Regions from separate parts of the Muntiacus reevesi genome. Here region 1 is linked to region 2. A link is a contact called in public Hi-C data. All regions are on one chromosome and are shown on one strand. Each heading gives the region's core, a stretch centred on a gene start, on an enhancer-like site or on the middle of the called end of the contact. The rest is flanking DNA. Distances are from core to core; before and after follow the strand shown.

Region 1 (7,786 bases), core at 676-3,175, 290 kb before region 2:
ATACATGAATGACAAAATTGATTATACATATACAACAAAATCACTTCTGCTATCAACTTTAGAACATCAAGACTCCTCCTACAGTAATGCTTGTTCAAAGCAGCCATCCACCATTAATCACATACCGTCTATCATTTCGAGGTCTGCGACTACTAAAACGGTCTGAGTAGCGTCCTCTACCTCTTCCACCTCGAGATCGAGCCCTAGCATGCTCAATTGTAACCCTACAGGAAAGGAAGAAAAATCTTCATTATCCACTTTAAGCTACATAAGAGATCTATTTACAAAAAATATCTAGCCCAATACCTAGCTTATCTTCAGAGTGCTAAGTCATAAAACTAAAAATAATCACCTTTCACTGCAGAGTTCTTTTCCATCAAGTTCATATACAGCATCATCCGCATCCCTGGGATCTTCAAATTCCTAAAACACACACATATATATAATGCCTAACACTGCTTTAAAAGTCTATTCTGCAACACATTAAAATCACTCAATACCTGTGAAAGAATATCTTAATGACAAGAGTATATAGATAAGTCTAATCAAAAAGGGACCGTAAATGATTTCTCCAGCCAGGAGTGAAATTCTTTTCTCCGTTAAGAAAATTCACTACCTTAAGAAGGCATATTTCCCAAACATACTCTGCTGGGACTCAAAAAACTTAAAAGCACTGCTTCTAACAATCTTTACCCACTAAGAATAGATAATTCAACCAATTCTAAACACTTACCACAAAACCAAAGCCTCTTTTCAGATCAATATCTCTTATTCGTCCATACCCCTTGAAGAATCTTTCCACGTCTTTCTCCCTGGCCGCCGGATTTAGCCTCCCGATGAATACTCGACAGCCACTCATGTCCAGCTAGTACTTTCTGTCAGGAAATAAATTCAATTGAGATAGTACCAGTGAATGTCAGAGGAATGCCTGGTCAAGGGACCAAAAACATAAACAGCATAAAATAAAATGTTTACCCGGTGATGTTATAAACAAGATTGCCAAGAGTGCCTCTTATTAGGCCGGGTCCCTTGCAGACAAAATTAAAACTCGGCTCCCAACACGATCCTTCCCTGGGCCCAGACCGCAGCAACCGCAACGCCCACTGCCGCCTCTGGAACTGCGCAGCCGCACACTCTCCCCGGCTCTTCTGGCCCCCTCCCATCTGCCGCAGTTAGGAAAGGCCGAGAAGTGCGGGCGGAGCCGACCCCGCCCTCCGCAAGGCCAGCCCAATGGCGACGGGCTGCACGCGCGTCGCCGCCTCCCGGGAGCGTCACAGCGGGTGGAAGCCGGAATCTCGCGACGCCACCGCCGCGCCTGCGCAGACGGCGGCGGGTGGCCGCGGAGCAGCCACAAAATGGCGGCCTCGGAGCCGGCGATGGGGATAACCGCGCGTGCCAAACCCCCCCGTTCCCTCCCGCTCTCCCGACCCCACCTCTCCGGATCACTGTACCCACCCTGGGACAGCCCCGACCACACCCCGAGCAAAGGTCTCGGCCCACTACTCCCGGGGTTCAGACAGTGAAACAAAAAGGCAGGGAGGGGCGCATGACCCCTCTGTAAAAACGACCCTGCCCAGGACCGCCCTTCCACCTTCAGGTCCCCTCACACAATACCCAAAGGGAGACGTGCCCCAGCGCCCACCTCGAATAAACTGCGCTCATTGGACGCCGTCCTCCGCACAGAGAGCAGCCCTGACCACTCGCGATCTGAGCGGCCATGAAGAAGCCTCGATCCGAGAAGCCTTTCCCTCAAAGTGAGCCACTCACCTACCGGACAGGATCTTTGGCAGCTGAGACCCAGAGAGGTCCGTAGTCTGCGATAGAGCCGGTCGCCTCCCCGCAGACCAGGACTCAACTCGTCTACGTCTCTCCACAACTGACGCACTTAGCTGCTCTGGCGCCCCACAAAATGGAGGGCGCGTCCCTGCGTCACTTCCGGGACCACCCTCGACAACACCCCTTGGGTCCGGGGACAGAGGTGTCCGCCGGGCGGGGCCTCTTTACGGCGCTGGCCCCAGTGACCCTGAGTCGAGGTGGGCGGGGCCGAGGGGCGGGACATGGTATGGGCGTAGCCGTCAGGTGCTCGGGGCTGGGAGGCCGGGGTCCACAACGTTCGCACCTCCTAGGCAATGACGTTAGGTTCATCATTACCCCTCCCATAAAAATACCCGAAGGCAAATGGTCGCCTTTTTTATCTGAAGTTTTTTTTAATACCCGAAAGAGTACTGGGTGAAAGAAACTGGGATTTTGCTGAAAATATCTGACCGTCTCTGACCAAGCCTTGCTCCTTAGCTTCCTGCATAATATTTTTTATAAAAGAAATCAGTCTTTCAATTGCAATTATTCTCTACATTCTGTGAAAAACAAGAATAATGGTGCTATCCACCATTTAAAAAGTTGCTGCTCTCAGCCCGAAGTGTTGTGATTGTCTTCATGATTAATTCTTTAATAAAGTATCTTGATTTACTTAACGTTAAAAAGTTTCTGACTTCCACAAAGGTAATTGGTCTTGAGTAGTGCCTAGTGACTTAATCGACTGTATTTTAAACCATTTGTCTTCTGCAGTGATTGTTTTTTCTGTGAAAACTGTTGAATAAGTCTCCCTACTAGATTTTCTGACCAGCTTCTCCAATTAAAAAAAGCCCTATTTCATGAGTAGAATTACTCTCCCTTCTATGGGATCCAGCGGTAGTCTGTGTACACCCCAGTAATTCCTTCAACACTGACATAAAAAAGATATGTGTTATTCATGTTTTGTTTTCCAGAAATGCCTAGCATAGAAAAGACTCAATATTTGTAGAACTGGGTTTACATTAGCAATTTTTTAAGTGTTCCTGTTCCTGTATTAATGTTTCAACAAAATGACTTGGCATCCTTTTCCTAAGATATCCGAGTAGCAAATCTATAGTAAAGGAAAAAAGATGCATAGAAATCAGATTAAAATAAAGTTTATCAAAGTCATCTCTTTGGGAGACTTTCCGCATAACTGGAATGTTTCCTTCATCACATCCCTGATTTTATCTAACTGACAATTAAAAAAAAAAAACCCACCTCAACATGTATCACTCATTAAAGCTGCCCCATCTCACCTTTCTTAAGCCAATATATTTAGCTACAGACCAAGTAGTTTCTTGTTGTTTGGTTTTTTGGCCACACCTCGAAGCATACTGGATCTCGGTTGTGAAATGTCATTTCTGCAACCAAGGATCAAACCCATGTCCCCTGTAGTGAAAGCTTGGAGTCTTAATCACTGGATGGACAGCAGAGTTCCAAGAGCAGGTAGTTTTTACACTCTGAGGTGTCACTTTCTCAAGCTCTCATTCACCTATAGCCAGACCTCCACCCCACGTCTCCACTGACCTGCTCTCAATGTTCATCATCAATCCAACTGCAAAATCCAGCAGCCTCTTTACAATTTTCAGCCTCCTTAATGAAAGCTGCCATTCATTTTCCCTTACTGTACACCACACATAGTGCTTGGGGCTTTGGATTGATCAGCCAGTTCAGCCTTTGTACAACTCTCTGATGTCAGTTCATATCCTTGTGTTTTTTTTTTAATATGTTGAAACCAATGCTCAAAGTTACACAGCTGGAAATGGTAGGACCTTGATTCAGCCCCGGGCACCTTTTCTAAGTCTGTGGATCTAAAGGATTTTCTTTCTAAAGTTAAATGACATACTCAAAGGGAAAGTCAAAAACCTATAGCATTTTTTTAAATCAGGAGAGCAAATTTCACATCAAGGACAAGTAACTTCAGCTATATTTTCATCTCTGTGTTACAAAGCTAGAAGGTATGAACGAATTCAGCATCAACTCTTACTATCAAGGACCAAAGCATTTAGTCTATGTTACAGGTGACATCCACAGGGGAAGCAGCTGAGCCCATCAGCAAAATGTGCAGATCTGGAATCAGATGTGTGTTGGAATTTCAGGCCCAACACTTAGTATGGGAAGCTCCAGAGAATAAAATAGGGCCTGGCATACCACAGGTCCTCCAACCATATTTGCAAAGGAGAGAATGGAAGACTCGCAGCATGATACTGGGTCTTTCTAAGCCTCAGTTTTCACGTGTGAGAAATAGGTCAATAATAGTAGTTAATTCATAAGAGTATCATGAGGATTAGGTGAGATAATGCATGTAAGGTATCACATTTCAGCTCTAATGAGTGATCCAGGCAGCCCTCTCAAGTCAGAAGGGACAACAATCACAGGGGAGTTTAAACTGCTGAAACAAGGGGACCCAGGAAGACAGAAGTGTACTTTCTTTTTCATGACCCCAAATCCTTTGCAGGTAAAATATAAAAAACAAACATCCCAAAGTCAAACAGTTCATAGCATTTATAAAAGAGAGAAAGAACTGAACAAGGGCCATTTCTTCCCAAGAGCTGCCTCCCAGTGTTAGCTGTCCTCTACACCTACTCCACCCAACAAGCTGTCAGGAACTGGGGACTGGTCCCCAACTGCGGACCAGGCTCTTTACCTCTCTGATATCCAGAGGGAAGCCACCTCTTAAGGGTAGCGCTGTGATCCGATAGACACGGTACGTTTATAATAGAGGGCTGGACACCACAGCTTTCTTTCCACCACATGAGGACATGCAAGAAATCCCATTAGCAAGCCAGGAGGAGGGCTCTCACCAGAACCTGACCATTCTGGGACCAATCTCTGGAACTGTGAGAAAATAAATATTTGTTGTTTAACCACTCAGGAAAAAATAACTAAAAAAGGAAGCCTCAGAATACCAACTCTCCAAATAATGATTCCTAACGAACCATTGTAGTGGGGCACACATGTCACTGACTAAGGTTCTTGGCCTTCTTAATCAATAGAAACTGATAGAAATTCAGGCAATGCTTTATTGGGGCCCCTGCTGGAGCCAGAGGGAGCAAGAAGAAACATGTCCCCTTGCTCACTTGCTGAGTGGGGTGAGCTTGTTCCTTATGGGGTGAGGGTAGAGGCAGGTCTAGGAGTCCCACCAAAGAGGTGGCTTAGGTGGTTGGACCACCCCTTTGGTTGTGTTGAGTGCAGGGGGCATGTGGAAGTACCCTGCCTTTGCTCCTGACATCCTGTTTTTTGCTCCAGGCTCTTCAGAAGTGGCAGTTGGTCTTTCTGTTCTTTTTGTATCTTGTTTTCCATAATTTGCCCCAACTGCCCATGCACACAGTTATTTTTAGTCCCTTATAGTTTCTTTATATTTTGTTGTTGGAGGAGATGTTTGTCCAAGTGCAAGCCCTGCAGCAAAGAGTCCCAGGTTAAAGGACCCAGACTGGAAGAGACTCCGTCCCCCAGAGCAGACCCAATCCTGGCAATGATTCTTTCCCTAGTACAATAATTAGAGTCAAGTCACACAGGACCAATCCAGTGAAGAACACTTGACATTTGTCTGTTTGATAAATCTAAGTACCCTGAAGTAGGTCAAATTTAGTCCGAAAGAAATGGCTTACTCTCAGATAAAGAGCTGTGGAAGGAAAGGGAAGCTTCTTCCTGATCTCTGTACCTCAAATAAGCAATCTCCTGACTTAAGAGCTTTGATATTGAGTATTTAATTCAAATGACCTTGGATAAGGAGAATTGAGTCAGATATCCTGCTGGTGAAGCAATTAGGCATCCTATTGAGCAAGGTGGAGATCTTGCTGCATTCACAGTGAGATACTATTAGGAACGAGAGCAGCAGAAACTTGGATTCTGGTGACCAGGATAGCCCAGCACCTCCAGTATTAGCACATAAGGACTGGTGCGGCTTCTGGGTCTAGGTGTCGGGCTTCCAGGTGATCCTGAATGTGTGTGTGTGTGTGTGTGTGTGTGTGTGTGTGTGTGCGCGCGTGTGCGCGCGTGCTTATGTGAGCTCAGTTGTATCCATCTCTTTGCAACCCCATGGACTGTAGCCCACCAGGCTCCTCTGACCATGGATTTTTCCAGGCTAGAATACTGGAGTGGGTTGCCATTTCCTTCTCCACAGGATCTTCCCAACCCAGGCATAGAACCCTCCTCGTCTCTTGTGCCTTCTGCCTTTACTGCATTGCGCCACCTTGAGGAGGCTGATTCTAGTTTTCTCTGATGGTTTTCACCACCCTAATTCCTGATTATGACTCATGTGCTCCCAGACACTCTTCAGAATAGCAGGGCACATGGTATAAATAGTTGAATGTTGTATAAAATGGAAGCAAGGAAAGAAGAGGCTGGAGATAGAGACAGAGACCATAATAGTGCGTCTCAACTACCATGTTAATGAGCTTGGACTTTATCTAGAGGACACTGAGTAGATGTTGCAAGGTTTTATGCAGAAGAAAATATGATCAGATTTATGTTTTAGAGGGAATGGACTCTGAGAGGGACAGCAGCCACAATCAGGACTTTTTATATGGCAAGGAACCGAAACCCTGGTACAACCATCTTAATAAAATGAGTTTATCTATTGGCTAGTATAACTGAGCAATTTGTAGACTGGCCCCACTGTAGGCTTGGTTGGATGCAGAGTTCAAGAGAATCTCTGGCATCCTTCTCTTGGCTCAACTTCCTTCGAGTATCAGTTTCATTCCCAGGCAGGCTCACATTGTGTTAGCAAGATGCTAGAAGACCTAGCCTCACAGCCTCACTTCACCAAGGCCAAAGGAAGGGAGAGCATATTTTCCAGGATCTTTCACTGAAGCATCTTAGATCCTTGCTGAATCCCTAGCAAACACTTCCCTGTGTCTCACTGCCTTTCATTTGGGTCATCTGCTCATCCCTAACCCATCACTAAGACCAGAGTGACTGGATCTTAGTCTGAGTCAGCAATTATAGCAGAAGACGAAGGATTCATTGGCTTAAACAACAGATATTCATGTCTCACAATTCTGGAGGTTGAAAGTCAAAGAACAGGGTCCCAGCATGGTCAATCAGGTTCTCAGTGAGAACCGTCTTCTTTCTATGTCCTCATAGGGCCTTCCTTGGTGTGAGCACAGAGAGAGATCCTGTGCTTTCTCTTCTTTTTATAAGGGCACGAATCCCATCATGAGGGCCCCACTCTCATGACCTAATCTAACACTAATTATCACTCAAAGTCCTCCCCTCCAGATACCATCACATCGGAGGATAGGGTTTTGAGATATGAATTTCAGAGGAGCACGAACATTCAGTCCAAAGCAAAATATGCTGATACAGACCTTCATTAAACAGGACCCACACTGTAAATAGGAACCCTCCCCAGAAAAGGAGGTGGGGCAACTCCACTCAATCTGTAGCTTAACAGTGTGGGAGAGGTGGTTCCCCAAAGGAAAAGCAAGAGTTCATTTTACCCAACAGAAAGGATAAATGGATGCTGTGGTAGCCAACTCCCAAGATGGCCCCTGGGCCTCACATCTTGATATTCACATATACTCTTCTACATATACCAGATTTGGTCTATATGACCAATAGAATATGGCCAAAGTGAAAACACTGGAAATTCAGTTCTAAAATATTATGGGTTTTTTTTCTATTTCTTTAATTTTTTTTTTTTTTTTTTTTGGTGAAAAGGTCTTGTATATAGTTTTGTTCATTTCAACAAATGTGGGGAGCTGCGCTCACTGAAGCCTATGGGGAAAGGCATCTGTGCCTGGAGGAAGGCGCGTGGCTCCCACATATTTCTTTAATTTTATACCTGTATGAGATGATGAATATTCACTAAACTTACCATGATGATTGTTTTATGATGTATGTAAGTCAAATTGTTATGCTGTACACCTTAAACTTATTCAGTGCTGTATGTGAATTATACCTCAATAAAACTAGAAGGAAAAAAACAAAAAATCATTAATTAGAAACA
Region 2 (6,796 bases), core at 2,070-4,569:
TAAAGATCCTGCATGCCACAACTAAGACCTGGTGCAGTGAAACATATAAATAAGTCTGTAGGCTAGATTTGGTATATGGACTACTACTGCCTCAAGGGACAAAGTGGCTAAGAACTGTTGCAAGTCAGAAAAATCTAGATTGAAAAAAACAGCTCTGATTCTAACACATTTCATAAATTTGTCCAAGTTATATAATTTAAGTCTCAGTCTCCTAATCTGTACCGCACTGTTTTTTTTTCCTAATGAAATTAGGCAATGTATATGCTCAAAAAATTGTAGTTCAATGTTATCATCAGATGTTGAAAGAAATCAAAACAAAAAGGAAACAGATAAGGAGCAATAGCAATTCAAGTCCCCCTTCTATCTGACTGTGGGGTTTATTTCTCAAACTCATAACGCCTAGTCCCAAATTTTTTCTCACCCACAGGCTAGTTTCTTTACCACCAATGCCTTCTCGTCCCTCAGGTTAACTCAAGGCCTACCTCACAGCTCATCTATACCTTTCCTTTACTTTAGACCATTCTCCACTTTCCTTTTCTTTGAAAGCACTTTCAGGACTGACAGTGAAACTATCTTACTGTCGAACATCAAGGTATACTTAAGAAATCCTGGAGAGGGTGTGGAGAAAAGGGAACCCTCTTACACTGTTGGTGGGAATGCAAACTAGTACAGCCACTATGGAAAACAGTGTGGAGATTTCTTAAAAAACTGGAAATAGAACTGCCATATGACCCAGCAATACCACTTCTGGGCATACACACTGAGGAATCCAGATCTGAAAGAGACACGTGCACCCCAATGTTCATCGCAGCACTGTTTATAATAGCCAGGACATGGAAGCAACCTAGATGCCCATCAGCAGATGAATGGATAAGGAAGCTGTGGTACATATACACCATGGAATATTACTCAGCCGTTAAAAAGAATTCATTTGAATCAGTTCTAATGAGATGGATGAAACTGGAGCCCATTATACAGAGTGAAGTAAGCCAGAAAGATAAAGAACATTACAGTATACTAACACATATATACGGAATTTAGATAGATGGTAGCGATAACCCTATATGCAAAACAGAAAAAGAGACACAGAAGTACAGAACAGATTTTTGAACTCTGGGGGAGAACGTGAGGGTGGGAAGTTTTGAAAGAACAGCATGTATATTATCTATGGTGAAACAGACCACCAGCCCAGGTGGGATGCATGAGTCAAGGGCTCGGGCCTGGTGCACTGGGAGGACCCTGAGGAGTCGGGTGGAGAGGGAGGTGGGAGGGGGGATCGGGATGGGGAATACGTATAACTCTATGGCTGATTCATGTCAATGTGTGACAAAACCCACTGAAATGTTGTGAAGTGATTGGCCTCCAACTAATAAAATAATATAAAAAAAAAAATAAAAATTAAAAAAAAAAAAAAAAGAAATCCTGAATGCAGTAGTTTTTCTCTCCCAATCTTTTAGCACTGTGCAAGCTGTGAATTCCTTACAACAGCCCAAAGAATCCATCTGCACTTTCACTGAACAATGCTTTCATCTTTCTTCCCTGTTAAAGTTCGTTTAAGTGATAATAAAGAACCAAAGAAATTAAAACAAAATGTCAAACCATATTAACAAAAAAATTCATTTCTAAACAAATAGATTTGAAAACAACTTCAAAAACCTGTCCAATGTTCTCCTTTAAAAGGAAGTTTGAGTTAAGAACAATCCAGTTGTTTTCCTTATTTCAATCTAATTACAGGTATCAAAAAAAAAAAAAAACAACACAAAAAACCTTTTACCAAAAAGCTATGCCTGATTTTCTCAAAAAGAAATTATATTGATTTCAACTCATATGAACAAACTATATTCTTCATGTATATTTTGACAGTCATCCAGAACCTTGATTCTTTGAAACTTCTGGGTATCAAAATAACATTACGGTGTCTTTCCTGGAAAATGTAGAGTCCCAAATTTTGGTATGCAATTTCAGGAAGTTCAGAGTATCCAAGGATCTTCAGTGGATCCACTCCCCGCCCCATCCCTCTCCGTTAAGAACTTGTGCTAAATAAGTGGTTTGTTTCTATTATTAAATGTTTTGCATCTTCTGAAAATAGTCATCCTTAAGAAGACCTTTAGCTCTGCTATTAAATGGGGGAGCAGCTTCCCTTTTAACTGTCACTACTTCCTAGCTGCCATCCTGACAGCTGATAGAACACAGAAAATTGAGCGCTTACCTCCGAAAAATTAACAGCCAAAGGAATGATTCCAGCCACGTAACATCCCACCAACATAGCCAGAGACAGCAGGCTAATGGAGATGAAATCATCCATTCTGCCTTCTTTATTCATCCAATACCACTAGTCTATAATTTTTCGGGAGCTCAGGTCCTTAAACACGTGTGATTGTTCCAAAAGAACAGGTGGACTTTCCAGTTCTTTCGTCCTCCACACCAGCAGATGCGTTCACGAGACACTTCTCTCTTGAACGTACCTGTAAAGAATCCCCTTTTTGCTGATACTAGAAACAACTTTCAGCAATCTTAGGTCCCAGCCCGTAAGTTTTCATATACCACTCACTGGATTCCCATGGGTTAACAGAGATGAGAAGTCAACGGGAAACTATACGAAGGAGCTACTGATTCAATCGTCGGAATACGGGCAGCACAATGGGCCTACTTCCTCCACAAGCAATGTTCCCGATGGCAGCAAGAAAAGGACGAAAACCCAGGCGAATTTGTTCGTTCTCCCTGCTCCCCTATCTCCCTGGGGCACCCCCGCAGGTGATCGCCCCCCCAGGTCCGGGACCAGCCCACCAATCACGGCAAACTCTCCTCCGAGTCTAGAGTGAGGAAAGGAGTCCTGCAGGCCGGTAATGGCGGGTCGTGGGGTTCAGCAGTGAAGCTGATACAAAGCTGTCTCTACCCTATACCCAGTGCTGCCCATGTTACTCCACTCCGAGGGGCCTTGACCCGGAGCCACCGATACTACAGCTGCCATGGCCGCCAAGTGGCACCTCTTCATTACATCCACTTCCGGATTGCCTTACAGCCCCCTCCTTTAGAAGGGTACTTCCGGGGTTACAACCGACCTATGCCCCAGGGTTCTTATACCGCCGCCATTTTTGAGTGGGGCCACTGAAAGATGGCTTGTGTCACTGTGTATACCGGTGATCACTTTAGCCGCGCGTCTAATAACGCGAGTACCGAAGATCGTGTCTCGAAAAAAGTGCTCCTTTTTCAAGTTCCGATACGTTCCCTGTGTGCTTCCTTTCCCTTATCCAAGATGGCTGAAACAGAGTCACTCTCTGCTCTAGCTGCCGGAAATCCGTGAGCCTCTATGGTCCGAAAGGTTCTTTCGCGGTGCGCCTCTGACGATTTCCGGCTGCTCCTCTCGCGGGGATTGGCTGTTGGCGGCGTTGCGGGTAAGCTCGTGTGCGGCGGCGGAGTCGGCATCGGCTGCAGCGGGAGACTTTGGCGCGATGGTGAGAAAGGCCTAACCGGCTACCCGAACCCCCAACCCCCCCGGGGCGACCCCCGCCCATACATCTCCCCACCCCATCCAGCGCTAGCGTGCTGCCGCTCCGCACTCCAGCTTATGAGTCGACCCTTCTCTTTCCCGCCGCGGAGGCACTGGGCCTGGCGCTAGGCCCCGGATCCCGGGTCCGCCCCGCGGTTGCGCGCCCGCCTGCTGGCTCTGGCGAGGCGTGCGTTACGGAGGTTGCTCTTTCTTCCGATTGCTGCTTGGTAGAGGCAGGCGTGGGGGCGCTTCCCTTTCCTTCCAAACGCCCCAGCCTACTATAGGAACAATGGCCGAGGGATGTCTGACAGTCCGTCTCGAAGCTGACAGATTGAATACTGCATCCCCCGTGTGGGCCGGGAGGGAACATCTTTGCTTTGTAGCGTGCTTTTCCGACCATATTCCCTTTTGTTTTTCTGGGCTCTGCCTTTTTTGAAAAAATACATTTTCCCTCGTTTCTAAGACGTGTAGGGGCCGATTTGGTGTTGTTTTTTTTTTTTAACCCCCTCCAGCCACCCATCCTGTGCTTACCTTTATTTATAGTCTCTTGGGTCTGGAAGTTGAAAAGATAGATTCAGCTCAGGGTCCACTTTACTTAGAATCTAAGTAGAATGGGTGGGAAGGGTTGTTTTTTGGCTTGTGTGTTTGTGTTTTGTAATCTGCAAAAAGGAGATGCTCACGAGGATTCCAAAGAATCGTGGTTGCTTCCACACTTCAGTTTTCGTCTTCTGGTTGCTGCAGATTAACAGATCATGCAGCTATTGTTAACAAGGAACTTTTTCAGGTTATAGTTTTCTGGATTGAGATAGGCCAGTGTTTGATCCAACAGTCTCCCAAGGAGGACTGGGAATTAGGAGATTGGGTTTCCAGTTCCTGTCTTAACTAGCAGTGTGACCTTGAGCAAGTCATTTCACTTCGGAGTTTCCTTCTTTCTCTGCCTTTATTTGATATTATTTTTAAATGCTTAGATTAAAATCTGGGGATATGACAGCAGTTAATATGAACACTCTATTATCATTGAGCAATTATCAGTGATAATTCTTTATCATTTCGTGTAAAATTGAAAATTGGAATTTGTATTTAAAGTGAATACTGGTTCAAAAGTCTTAAATATTGGTTCAATTTCTTTTTTTTATTCTTCCTTCCTTTCTTTTTTGGTAGTTTGAGAGATGCATTTAAAACTCAAGAACCAATTGTATGTATTGTAGCATATCTGTAACAGTAGAATGACTAACTGTTCTTAAGGTTCATGTTTGTGAGACTTTAAAAACAGATTAATAGATTAACTCTTCATTAGAGTGAATCATAACTGCTTAGTAAACAGAGAATAGGATATTATTAAGGTAATTCTGCATAACTTTTTTTGATTTAGGTTTCACAGTGTTATTTTTCTATTGTGGCAAATATTAATAGATATATCTATTCCTGTATGTATTTATATTTTTATTTACTACTGGTCATTCCCCTAAGAAAGAGTAACCTAAGGAATGCTGGACCAAATCTGTTTAGAAGAAGGAAAAATCTGATAATTTTGTTTATAGTTTTGTAAATTTAGTCATTCCTTGTTCCTAATTGTTAAGCCTTGTCTTTGGGCAGTAAGTATTAAAAATAGTAAACTTTGTTCAGGTTCACTTTAAGGGTAAATATAAAAAGGAGCATACTGTATAGCCATTTTCGTATCTTTACTCTTAAGTGAATTGGTCCTTATTAGAATAAGAAGAAAATTAATATAGTAGCAACTTGTCTGGCTGGTATGTGGGACAGGTCCTCTTACAGGAATGTTAGTATAGTTTCTATAAAGTCATTTTTCTTCTCACCATATGAGCCATTGAAACTATTGGTGGTTTTTAAATAACCAGTAATCTAACATTCTGTTTTCTCTGACTTCTGATCACTATTTAAGAAAGGCCTTGGCTGTGTTCAGGTCTTTATAGGACAGAATTACTTTTCATCTCTTGTCATCAAGTTCTATCTCAGATCCTCTCAAACTGTTAATCAGAATGACTCACTTCTTGATGGAGAGGGAGGAGTATGATAAATTCCTTTGTTTTTCACATTGTGTTCAAAGTACTGTTTGGGCGGGGGCGGTGCTTATTCAGAAACTCTCAATATCATCTCTTTCAGTTGCAGTTTGTTGGACATTAAAAAGTCTGATTATTTCAGAACATTTAGTTCCTGTCCTTAAGAGGTTTGTTTGTTTTTTATTAAAAACTAATACAGCAGAAGAGAAGAATATGTTGTTCAGTCACTCAGTTATGTCCAACTCTTTGTAACACTAGGCTTCCCTGTTCTTCACCATCTCCCAAAGATTATAAATAGTTTGATTTAGCATTGGGTTTACAGTGAGGTTACATCATATTTGAATTTAATTAGTGAACCGTACACACTTGGCAAAAAAAAAAAAACGGAAGGGGTTATACTTTCAACAGACCAATGTTCTGGAGATATTTTTAGTTGCCACACGTTGGGAGGAGGGCATGGGAGTGCAGGTGCTACTAGTATTTACTGGGAATAGGCTAGGAATACTGCCATCCTTCAATGCACAGGACAACCTCTGCAACAAGGAATCTTCCAGCCCCTGATGCAGTAGTGCCAGAGTTGAGAAACCCTGAAATAGACCCACAAACGAAAGCATGCTCCCCAATGAGGGTGAGATGGGAGACGAAAGATCTGCTGATCTTTAGGCATATTCACATTTCCTATGTCATATCCTCTAGCTATTTTGTGATTCTAGTTCTTAAAAATACAATATTTTAGTATAACACAGCCCCTTATGGTGAGTCACCTACTGGGTGAATAATTTAATGGATTTTCTAGGGTAACGTTAACTGTATATACTAATTTTATATTGCCAGTTTATCTTACACCTTTAATGTTTGAGTCTAATCTCTGGATAAGATGTGATTTCACTGTAGTGCTAAAGTTAGAAAAAACATAGATTGATAAAGTGCTTGTAATCATTACAGTGTTTTCCTTTTTTCTCCTTTCATCAGCCCATATCTGTTTTCATTAGGAACCTAATGGGATTAGAGTGACCAATGGAGATAGAACACCTAAGCAGGTTTACAATCTGGCTGGGAAGAAAAGTGCAAAAGAGAAAAAACAGTACAGGGTAGTTTATGCTGAGAACTTACAGGCAGTAAGTGCAATAAGAGTTTGAGACAGCAGTTGTTAAGAACTGGGAGACTAAGAGACCTTACAGAAAAGTTGTGAATCCAGCTTCTGGCGCTGCACTTGGGTAGAGGCATCAATATTGCAGAAAGACTCCCCTAATTAATAGTGTTTTAATAACCAACGATAATTTGT

What was found. A called contact is a pair of places that touch in the nucleus more often than the background predicts.
Region 1: a Hi-C map of blood shows a contact between it and region 2, with 2.8 times the contacts expected there. The contact joins the promoter of SRSF5 here to the promoter of ERH in region 2. A contact is called at or near these places in 2 of 3 Hi-C or Micro-C datasets (blood and muscle).

What each region holds. Positions count from the first base shown.
Region 1 is chr7:78,330,659-78,338,444 of mMunRee1.1, reverse strand. It overlaps SRSF5 (serine and arginine rich splicing factor 5), which reads right to left and starts at 1,925. Exons shown (of 8, transcript XM_065940903.1): 1 at 1,772-1,925; 2 at 734-875; 3 at 353-423; 4 at 126-224. The coding sequence starts at 859.
Region 2 is chr7:78,039,770-78,046,565 of mMunRee1.1, reverse strand. ERH (ERH mRNA splicing and mitosis factor) reads left to right here and starts at 3,319. Exons shown (of 4, transcript XM_065940138.1): 1 at 3,319-3,455. The coding sequence starts at 3,453. It overlaps SLC39A9 (solute carrier family 39 member 9), which reads right to left and starts at 3,013. Exons shown (of 8, transcript XM_065940137.1): 1 at 2,552-3,013; 2 at 2,210-2,465. The coding sequence starts at 2,323.